2 separate regions of the Xenopus tropicalis genome follow, and region 2 is linked to region 1. Evidence: chromatin contacts called from public Hi-C data. All regions are on one chromosome and are shown on one strand. Each heading gives the region's core, a stretch centred on a gene start, on an enhancer-like site or on the middle of the called end of the contact. The rest is flanking DNA. Distances are from core to core; before and after follow the strand shown. Region 1 has its middle 170 kb from the start of gata2. Region 2 has its middle 24 kb from the start of gata2.

Evidence for each region. Hi-C and Micro-C count contacts between places; a contact is called where the count stands out from the background.
Region 2: a Hi-C map of neurula embryo shows a contact between it and region 1, with 3 times the contacts expected there. The contact joins two enhancer-like sites. A contact is called at or near these places in 2 of 5 Hi-C or Micro-C datasets (brain and neurula embryo).

Annotation. Positions count from the first base shown.
Region 1 is chr4:135,239,070-135,245,129 of UCB_Xtro_10.0, reverse strand. No RefSeq gene overlaps it. Among named protein-coding and RNA genes, the nearest start is that of gata2, 170 kb to the left of the region's middle. Within about 2 kb of position 3,034, at least 2 of the 11 cell types and tissues checked have an H3K27ac peak or open chromatin away from gene starts, as enhancers often do. A contact at or near this core is called in neurula embryo, where this site is marked.
Region 2 is chr4:135,436,275-135,442,056 of UCB_Xtro_10.0, reverse strand. No RefSeq gene overlaps it. Among named protein-coding and RNA genes, the nearest start is that of gata2, 24 kb to the right of the region's middle. Within about 2 kb of position 2,751, at least 3 of the 11 cell types and tissues checked have an H3K27ac peak or open chromatin away from gene starts, as enhancers often do. A contact at or near this core is called in neurula embryo, where this site is marked.

The DNA.
Region 1 (6,060 bases), core at 1,785-4,284:
ACGGCCTTAGCATGTACAGGTGCCTAATTCAGAATGGACATTACAAAAGCTATTTTTTTGGAATTGTTGCCATGAGAGATTGCCATACTGTTCTTTGGTAAAACTCCATCTCACTTCCACCAATAAACTTCTTAGGGCTCTGGCACACGGGGAGATTAGTCGCCCGCGGCAAAACTCCCTGTTCGCGGGCGACTAATCTCCCCGAGTTGCCTTCCCCCTGCCATCCCACCGGCGAACATGTAAGTCGCCGGCGGGATGGCAGACGCGGCGGCCCGATTTCGTGCAAATCGCTGAAAAAGACTCGCGAGTCTCCCCTTGTGCCAGAGCCCTTAAGGGTGAAGACACACAGAGCTACTAAAAGCAGCTACTTTTTCATGGCTACTAAATGCCAGAAAATACAGTACTGAGAATTGCCTCTGCTAAAACACACGTAGAGACAATTATCAGTAAATGATCAGCATTATCTATTTTAGTAGCCGTGACAAGTAGCTGCTACTAGTAGCTCTGTGTGTCTTCACCCTAAATCTTTGCCTTAATACTAGTGTGCCCCAGTACCAGAGGATCTCCCGGTGGGCTTAGACCCCAGTGGGTCCTATTCAAGGATAATTCCCAACAGCCTCCTATTTGTATCACAGGCCTATATAACACCTATACAATTTGCATCTTCAGAGAGCTCCCTGCCGATGCCCTAGCTATGTTCTTGTTGTGTACAATATATATAGTAGCATGATCCCTATTGGTACAGGCAGAGTTGTTTGGTAATATGGGCTATTTTCAAATACGATTCTGTAGATTGCTCCAGTCCAGCATTCGGTCAGCCTATAGAAGGCTGGAAGATAAATCCCTAAGATGACCATTCTGACACTGTGGGAAGGTCTATTGTACATGGGACTAGCATAAAGTTACCAAAAAGCTATTTGTACCATGTATGTGGCCAAGCTGATGACAACAGAAACAAAAAATTTGTTCTCAATGAATTACATCAGAATCTCAGGCAGTCTGTGGAGTGTATTAATTTTAACTACACCCTAACAAATAACAAGGGATAAATCTACATTATTCTTTGTTATAATTATTATTCTGTGTCATCGCTGAGCATTCAGAAGGCCAGATAGAATAGGTGCAATGAAAACAATAGAATAGAGGGAATATGAAGTTGACCTTTTGCTGATCTTTTATGTAACTGCTCTGGTATGGAAATAATTAGAACTTTCTGGCTTTTTTACATGGTAATTTAAGGTTTTATCTTGGTAAAAGAAATTCTGTAGTCTGCTGAACACTTAGGGGCACATTTACTAACCCACGAACGGGGCGAATGCGTCCGATTGCGTTTTTTTCGTAATGATCGGTAATTTTGCGATTTTTTTTTTCGTATTTTTTGCGATTTTTTCGGCGTCTTTACGATTTTTGCTAAAAAACGCAAGTTTTTCGTAGCCATTACGAAAGTTGCGCAAAGTCGCGATTTTTTCGTAGCGTTAAAACTTGCGCGAAACGTTGCGCCTTTTAAGTTTTAACGCTATGAAAAAGGCACGACTTTGCGCGCAAGTGTTAACGCTACGAAAAAATCGCGACTTTGCGCAACTTTAGTAATGGCTACGAAAAACTCGCGTTTTTTCGCAAAAATCGTAAAGACGCCGAAAAAAATTGCAAAAAATACGAAAAAATCGCAAAATTACCGAAAAAGTCGCAAAATGTTCGTTTCCAATCGGAATTTTTCCAATTCGGATTCGAAATCGTGTCTTAGTAAATCAGCCCCTTAGGGTGGGGGGGGAGTTTGATTTTTTTTCACGATTCAAGCCTTAAATCTTGTTATGGTTCAAAGACTCGAATATCTGGTATTTATAAAGTGCAAAAAACCCAAAGACTCAAATGTAAAACTTCCCCATTCAACTAGGAAATTGATAATTAAGCCCATAATGGGCAGGTTTATCAAAATGTGATAAATTCTATTCATTCCTATGGGATTGTTAGAAGTGTATTTATAAATAGGTGAAAGTTAGCACTCACCATTTGCTAAAAAACATACAGGAATGAATAGAATGTTTTTATGTATTTAGTTCTAAACTTACATTTTGATAAATCTGCCCTTTATACAGTAATTAAACCTAATATTATTGTTTTGCCTTCAATAAGGATTCATTATATCTTAGTTGGGATCAAGTACAGGTACTGTTTTATTATTACAGAGAAAAGGGAATCATTTAACCATTAAATAAACCCAATAGGGCTGTTCTGCCCCCAATAAGGGGTAATTATATCTTAGTTGGGATCAAGTACAGGTACTGTTTTATTATTACAGAGAAAAGGGAATCATTTAACCATGAAATAAACCCAATAGGGCTGTTCTGCCCCCAATAAGGGGTAATTATATCTTAGTTGGGATCAAGTACAGGTACTGTTTTATTATTACAGAGAAAAGGGAATCATTTAACCATTAAATAAACCCAATAGGGCTGTTCTGCCCCCAATAAGGATTCATTATATCTTAGTTGGGATCAAGTACAAAATACTGTACTCTGTATTACAGAGAAAAAAGGAAATTATTTTTGAATATTAGACTTTTTTGCTTATAATGGGATCTATTGGAGATGGCCTTTTTGTAGTTCGGAACTTTCTGGATAACGGGTTTACGAATAACAGACCTGTAATACTTGCAATTCTTTTGTGCAAGCCCAAAGTTCATCAATATAGCAAAGAGCTTTCTAACAGCAACACATTTTATTTCCGGGGTTCAATACGGCTGGATTTTCTTTTATCGTCACCCCTTTCTTGTATTTCAAGTCGCCTGACTTTGGGGCTTTAGTCCCAGCGAGTGCGCCCCCGCAATCTGGTAAAACTCTATCACACGAAAGCTGTGACTGCATTTGAGTGAACAAAGCATTTCGTCATTTCTTTCAAGCTAAAACAAAGAGTTTTTGTAATTATAGCAAAGGGTGTAATTATAGCTCATTAGCTCAGGTAAGACCAGTGTAGCGTCTGGGGCACAGAAATACCAGAGCTGGCCAGCTAAGCACTAGGGGCTGAAGAGGAGCCGGGTGGGATCAGGTCACCGCAGCCTTAGGCTCAGCCAGGGGTCACCATGTCCTGGATGGACCAAACCTACAGGTCAGTAGAACAAGTGGAAACATCCCTGAAATCTGCTTCATTCAACTCATCTTAATTTACATTTCTGGAGAACACAGGCATAGTACACAGGCATTTAATTCATGCAATTTTCCACTCATCGCCAGAGGGCTACATGTCAGCAAAGAAAGGGTCAAATTCAACAGTGGATTTTCTTTGTTTTTATTTCAGCCAAAACCAAGCAGGTTTCTATGTCAGAAAATAATTTTAAAAGACCCCACCCCCCCATCGACTGGTCTTCACTGCATTTCAGGGATATTTATATGAGAAAGATGATTGGCTGTCGCAGTATTACAACATGGCACATCGGCCTGTTTCCATTTGTGTATCTCTCGTTCCATTAAGTAGGAATCAATGCTGGAGAGATAACAGAAGTACAGATAACAATAAGGTAACAAGCCTTCATGTCAGCTTGTGCGCAATGGAGACTTTAGCCAGCGTACACCCTGGGAATATAGTTATTATTAACATTTATTTATAAAGCGCCAACATATTCCGCAGCGCTGTACAATAATGTTTTCTTATAATTAATATCATAACCTTTTTGCTTATATTTCCCAAGAACTCAAGTGGGTTTTTAGATGTATAGAGTGGACATGGTGTGGAGGGCAGTGGATCAGCTTCTCTCCATGGGCGTATATACAATATAGACCCTACACACCTGTGGAGAAAAGGAACCCTTGTTCTATTAGCCTCAAAGGACAAGTCAACCCCAAAAATAATTTTTTGCCTAATAAAAAGAAAAGAAAATATAATTCCAAGCAACTTTCCAATGTGAATTTATTGAAAAGTTATTTGTAAATGTAATTGCTATAGAAAGCAACATTTGCGGAACTCCTGGTTGTTACTTTTTAAACTATGTTGCAAAGGTCAGTCTCCTCCAGCAAGGCAGGTCTGTCAGTCTGCTGGGTTGGGTTACATTGTTTCAGTCAGAGCCACCGGGGCAGGGAATAGAAAAGGACAGGCAAACACTGCTTCTAATAGCAATTATATATAGAAATAAGTCAAAAACCATTGCAAATATGTAATGAATGTATATTGCAAAGCTGCTTAGAATTATGTTTTCTTTTATTAGGCAAAACATTATATTTTGGGTCGACTTGTCCTTCGAGGCTAATAGAACAAGGGTTCTTTTCCCCACAGGTGTATAGGGTCTATATTGTATATACGCCCATGGAGAGAAGCTGATCCACTGCCCTCCGCACCGTGTCCACTCACATTTACAGGATCAGCCAGTTAGCGCACACACAGAGTGGAAAAGCTGAAGTATGCATATTTATACTGAAATAAAAAACAACTTGTGTGCCATTAGCCTTAAAAGTATTTTTCCAAGGCAGTTGTTCCCAGTCAATTTTATAGTAGCACAGTGGTGCAGCCTTTAGCATTGCTGCCTTGAATTCCTGGGGTCTGGGATTCATTTCCAGCCAGGGCACTGTCTGCAAGGGATTTGTGTGTTCTCCCCATGTCAGTGTTTCCTCCCAGCAACATACAGGCAGGTTATTGGCTCCTGATATAACTGCCTATAGTGTGTGTGACTGTGATAGGGACCCTAGATTGTAAGCTCCACTAATTTATAAACCCTATAAAGTGCCGGGAATATGCTGCCTTTATAAATAACAGTAATACAGGTATGGGATCCGTTATCCAGAAAGCTCTGAATTAATGGATTCTAATCTCCTATAGACTCCATTTTAATAAAATAATCTATTAAAAATGATTTCCCTTTTCTCTGTCATAATCAAACAGTACCTGTACTTGATCCAACTAAGATATAATTACCCCTTATTGGGGGCAGAACAGCCCTATTGGGTTTATTTCATGGTTAAATGATTCCCTTTTCTCTGTAATAATAAAACAGTACCTGTACTTGATCCCAACTAAGATATAATTACCCCTTATTGGGGCAGAACAGCCCTATTGGGTTTATTTAATGGTTAAATGATTCCCTTTTCTCTGTAATAATAAAACAGTACCTGTACTTGATCCCAACTAAGATATAATTACCCCTTATTGGGGGCAGAACAGCCCTATTGGGTTTATTTAATGGTTAAATGATTCCCTTTTCTCTGTAATAATAAAACAGTACCTGTACTTGATCCCAACTAAGATATAATTACCCCTTATTGGGGGCAGAACAGCCCTATTGGGTTTATTTAATGGTTAAATGATTCCCTTTTCTCTGTAATAATAAAACAGTACCTGTACTTGATCCCAACTAAGATATAATTACCCCTTATTGGGGGCAGAACAGCCCTATTGGGTTTATTTAATGGTTAAATGATTCCCTTTTCTCTGTAATAATAAAACAGTACCTGTACTTGATCCCAACTAAGATATAAGTAATCCTTAATGGAGGCACAATAATCCTACTGGGTTTAATTCACGTTTAAATTAATTTTTAGAGCATTTGGACTTTCAAATTACAGAAAGACACCTTATCCAGAAATCCCAGGTCCCAAGCATTCTGGATTACAGGTCCCATACCTGTAAAAGCAACTTTATTGCTTAGTGATAAATCAATTTTATTTTTTTTGCTATGAGAGCCCACAATCTTTATGGAGCAATCTATTCCAACTGACCCAAAATAGGGGATTTACTATTAAATAAAATGCTTCATATCAGATCAGTCCAACTCAGTTCGATCCAAATCGATTTGGGAATTTATCTTTCCCAATAACCACAGAGACAGAATTGGATAGATTCAGAAAGAATCAGTCTGGGTCAGTCCAATTCAGATCAACCAGTTTAGAAAATGTGCAAAATTATTTTTAGCGTTAGGGGAATTTGAAAAGCTATTTTTTCCTTTTTTTCACACTTTTGATTGGAAGTTACAGATGCCTTGCATTCATTACTGGATTTGTTTCAATAACTACACAAAGCTTTACATGAAAATATTTTTGCAGACAGACCAAACTTTTAATTAATTCCCCCTTAAAT
Region 2 (5,782 bases), core at 1,502-4,001, 200 kb before region 1:
GATTTAACCCTGGCAGCCAAAAACTGTTGCTCTATAAGGCTAAAATGCTATTGTTCTTATTACTTTTTATTACTTATCTTTCTATTCATGCCCTCTCCTATTCATAGTCCAGTTTCTCACTAAAACCACTGACTGGTTGCTATGGTAATTTGGACCCTAGCAACAGTTTATAGTCTATAGACTGAAAAAAAAACCAGTGGTGGACTCCCAGGAACTATTTCCCCATCCCCTTAGGGTCACAGTGTAATGCAACCCTCACCTTCTTCCATTGTGAATTAATGGATTCTGGGGCTTGAAGTCTGCTTTCCAGAGAATTTGTGAACCGCCCACTATGGAAAAGACAGGAACTTCAAGTCCCAGAATCCATTAATTCACGATACAACAAGATATGGGTGGGGTTGCATGAAACTGCCTAAGGGATGGTGGGAAATAATGTGTAGGAATAATATGGATTCTTTTCAATCTGTGGAATTATTTGTATTTATTTTTTAAGTTCAAATGCTGTACCTTTTCTACATAAGCCCAACTGAATGAGATCATGTCAAGAATGTGGGTGTAAGGGTTAAATCCTGTAATCTCTGTTCGTAACACCTGTAGCACGAACTGTTAGGGTAAATCTCTGTAACTCTGTCTGTGCACCTGTAGCACTGTCCCTATAAGCAGTCACGGACCGGTCCGATTTAATCTCTGTGTGATGGCAAGATATCTGATATGTCTCTTCAGGCGAGCTGATCAGGGTACTTGTACAAACTATACAACCAGTATGTGTATTGCAAACAAGTACAAATTTATTTTGTTTTGTTATTACTTTTATAGTTAATAGGTAAACACATCCCATTATGCTTACGTAGCATGGGTGGGCACATATGCCTTACAGTTATTAGCAAATAACAGAAATTCATTAAAATGGCTACTGAAGCTTATTATGATTTCTTAGCCTTGAAAATTAGCTGAGATACCCAAGGCCAAAAGCAACTTGGACAAAGACAAGATAATGAGGATAATCATAACAACTGAAGTAATACATACACAGGCCTTCATGATTGAAAACAAAATTGTGTAAATTCAGCATTAAGCAATTTAACCTCTATCACAGCATTTAGTAATTTAATCCCTATCAATACTTAATCCCTATCAGTGGGAATATTTTGCCTTTAAACTCCCAGCATCTCACCAACAGGTTGGACGTTCCTATATATATATATATTCAATTATGGCCTTTCCTTTCCTGTAATGCACTGGGACCCCATGTCTCAAACTTAGGCCTTGGATTGTTGGTCTAAGAGCCCAGATTTTGGATCTGTCATTAGGCCATTTTGTGGTCAACTGGACAAAATTCATGCATGGCATTAATTGGCATGTAAAGGAGTATAATGGTGCTTCATAATGACAACTGTTGTGCGTTTTTTGTAGGTAATAATTAATTATACAACTTTATTAAAAGTATTCACGAGATGCCCCACATAGAATTCAGCATTGTGTTTAAGTAGCAATCCCATTGTACTTGTCCTTGTGTTGTGAGCATTAATACCAGTAACCTTGTATCTTCCAAACTGACTGACTGGTTGCTATGGTAATTTGGACCCTAGCAACAAGTTAGCTGATGAAATTCAAAACTGGAGAGCTGCTGAAAAAAAAGCTAAATAATGAAAAAAACACAAGTAATAAAAATGAAGACCAACTGCAAACTGTATAACAATAGCATTTTCTACATCATAAAAAGGTAAAGAACCCCTTTCAAAAATCATTTTCCGAGGAACTTTATCAAGTCCTGATATAACCGTGTATAACCTGAAATTCCCTCAATTTCTATTCATCCCAAACAGGACTTTTTAACAGAGGTTTATTAATAATCAAAAATGGCAGGAGGGTCCCCCCAGTCATAGGAAGCAGTGCAGGGTCAGAATGACCCTTGAGGGGGTGGGGGTCACAGTCCAACCAGGCCCCGTCCACTACGGACCCCCCAGCTACTCCACTGTATATTTGCTGACACAATGCAGTGCAATTCTATGGGGTGAGTAGAATGTACTGGGTCCCACAGCAGATTCCCCTAATAAGACATTCTTCATAAGCATATAATAAAAAACATACAGCCCCTTCTGGGCCCCCTGTACCTCCTATTGCCACAGCCAAATCCGTGTTATAATGGTTTATGCCAACTTGTGGCAAACACAAAGATACACACCTGAATATTGGCAAATAGTAGGAAATTGGCTAAAGTGCTGGCAGTTTAATAAATGCAGAAAAACAGATTTTACCCAAATTGGAAAAACCTAAAAAGTGAAACATTAGAAATACCTTATACTTTATATGATATTTATATTAAACAGAGTTTTTCAATACCAATATTGGCAGTACAGTAGGCCTCTAACTGTTGCACCAGGGGCTTCTCCTCTAGAACTGCCATGCACTGTATGTGTTGTTACATTCACCATGGATCGGCCATGTTCTGAAGGGGTTAATGCGCTACATTTCCAGCTTATATAGCAGCCAGGCCCACCCTTTGGACTACCCTACATTTTCCATTATGGGGCCTAGTGGAAAAGTTCTAGCAATCTAAAATTAACTGATTTCATGGAAACAGGAAGAAATATAAGTGCTCTGGGCAGCGAGAGTGCAAGGACAGTGGCGAGAGGCACTAAAAATAAAATGTGACAGATCTGATACCGTACGGTCCCTACGCAAACAGGGCCGTCTGTCTCACTCACTGCACTGCAGGAATGACTCAGGAGAAGCCGTACAGTAGAATAAAGGCAACTGCAGGGCTCGTTGGCAATAACAATGGAGAAGACTAATGAATGCAATTAAACCTGTTTAGCTTGTTGGGTGTTTATCTATTAATGCAAATATCTAGGCCTTGTCCTGCTGGATCCATAGGTAAATGATAACTTAATTGATATAGAGATTGAGGTAGACAGGTAGTTAGATGATAGATAGATAGATAGATAGATAGATAGATAGATAGATAGATAGATAGATAGATAGAGAGGTGATAGACAGATAGATAGTTAAATAGATAGATAGATAGATAGATAGATAGATACATAGATAGATGATAGATAGATAGATAGACAGATAGATAGTTAAATAGATAGATAGATAGATACATAGATAGATGATAGATAGATAGATAGATAGATAGATAGATAGAGAGGTGATAGACAGATAGATAGTTAAATAGATAGATAGATAGATAGATAGATAGATAGATAGATAGATAGATAGATACATAGATAGATGATAGATAGATAGATAGATAGATAGATAGATAGATAGATAGACAGATAGATAGTTAAATAGATAGATAGATAGATAGATACATAGATAGATGATAGATAGATAGATTAAAATGTGAACTCAAGTGCCCCTAGGGTTGACACCCAGCTGGTATTTGACTGGCCTAGCCAGCAATATGCTGTAATATACTTTTCTTGGCTATAATGTACTCCCTGTTGTAATATATAATGATATTAGAAGTGACCAAGGTATTCAAGGGACTTACTATGGTGCAAGTCTGCAGGTCAGGTGATTGTATGTGGGTCATGGACCTCTGAGGTGACATCACTAAGTGCCATTTATAAGAATATAATTTACAGGTTATGTACAATGCGTGTGTATTATGTGCATAATAGGCATATCCTAAAATCTTATCTCAAACAAAATCACATACAATATGTCATAAATCATAAAACAGAGAGTAAAGGTGCTCAAACTTGTTCATATAGCTTGGCCTCCCTATGAGTCAAAATGATCGCAGCCTCCCTGACAGATATTTGACTCGTGCTTAATATTGATCAGGCTGGGCAATAAACCCCACAAACTAAGGACTGCCCTCTATTTGCCATGATGGAGTTCAAAACCAAAGGCCTTTGGAGGGCCCCTCCTTATGATCTGATCATTGCAAGCTGGCATACGGCAGAGGAGAGCATTAACCCCGAGCCTCCATCATCCCCGAGCCCACTTGCTTGGAACAATGTTGGGTATTTTATATTATATAGGATATACAGTAAGAATGTCTACCTTGCAGCCCTCCAGCTGTTGTAGGTAAAGGGAAAATATACCCCTTTTGGCATGACCCGATCAAGGTGGGCTCTTTAAAAAGAGTATAAACAATACCTAATCTTCCAGAAACAAATATAAATGTATTTTATATACAGACAATTTTGATTCTATAGACTGAAAAAAAAAACAATGGTGGATTCCCAGGAACTATTTCCCCATCCCCTTAGGGTCACAGTGTAATGCAACCCTCACCTTCTTCCATAGTGAATTAATGGATTCTGGGGCTTGAAGTCTGCTTTCCAGAGAATTTGTGAACCGCCCACTATGGAAAAGACAGGAACTTCAAGTCCCAGAATCCATTAATTCACGATACAACAAGATATGGGTGGGGTTGCATGAAACTGCCTAAGGGATGGTGGGAAATAATGTGTAGGAATAATATGGATTCTTTTCTATCTGTGGAATTATTTGTATTTATTTTTCAAGTTCAAATGCTGTACCTTTTCTACATAAGCCCAACTGAATGAGATCATGTCAAGAATGTGGAAATATTTTGCCTTTAAACTCCCAGCATCTCACCAACAGGTTGGACGTTCCTATATATCTATATATCTATTAAATGATGGCCTTTCCCTTCCTCTAATGCACTGGGACCCCATGTCTCAAACTTAGGCCTTGGACTGTTGGTCTAAAAGCCCAGATTTTGGATCATTAGGCCATTTTGTGGTCAACTGGACAAAATTCATATATGGCATTAATTGGCATGTAAAGGAGTATACTGGTGCTTCATAATGACAACTGTTGTGCCTTTTTTGTAGGTAATAATGAATTATACAACTTTATTAAAAGTATTCATGAGATGCCCCACATAGAATTCAGCATTGTGTTTAAGTAGCAATCCCATTGTACTTGTCCTTGTGTTGTGAGCATTAATACCAGTAACCTTGTATCTTCCAAACTGTTTCTTGAAATTCTTTTATGTAAAACATAGGTAAAACTAGGAAATGAGTGGAATGTTTTTTGCAGGTGGTGCAATACACTATTGTATCAGTAGGTGGCGCTGTGAACTTGCCTATAAATGCTGTACAATTAAGTGATTCATATCAAGAGAGCTCATAGGGAGAGATGCATAGATAAAGGAGACCTAACCATTCCTGGTGCTAAAAAAAAGGCAAACAATTGTGTCTTTCCTCAGTTATTAATCATATTTTACTGCTTTTGTACAGAGCCATTGCCCATTAAAACCCACCCTTTTGTGGGTACTGAAAGGGCAACAGGGAAAAAGGGGGGGACTGTACATAGATTCTAAATATTTCAGTATCTGTGACTTTGTGTTTGACCTTAGCAGAAGATGGACTAATCCAGCAATATAATAGACTTTCATAGAGATATGGAAAATGGCTGTTTTTTTTTTATCAGCATTACCATGGAAACCATCAGAGCGAGGGCCTAGCTGAGATACATTGGAGGTTATTAAATGTGTGCTTGCGTGTGTTGGGGGGGGGGGCAGCGTTTTGTCATTGTGAATCACTCAGTCCCTAATACATAATGTTTGGCTTATTAAAAAAACAACATGTTCCGTTCTCTGTACCCAGAATTCCCCTGTGAGAGCCCAGAGCGGCTGTAATGTCTGTAGCCCTGCTAGTGCGAGGCTGAAACTGCCATTTATAGGAACCACTATATGCAATGTATGTCAATGGGACAGGGAGCTTATATTGTAAGCTCTTTTGGGGTAGGGACTGATGTATAATATCTGTACAGCACTGCATAATATGCCACA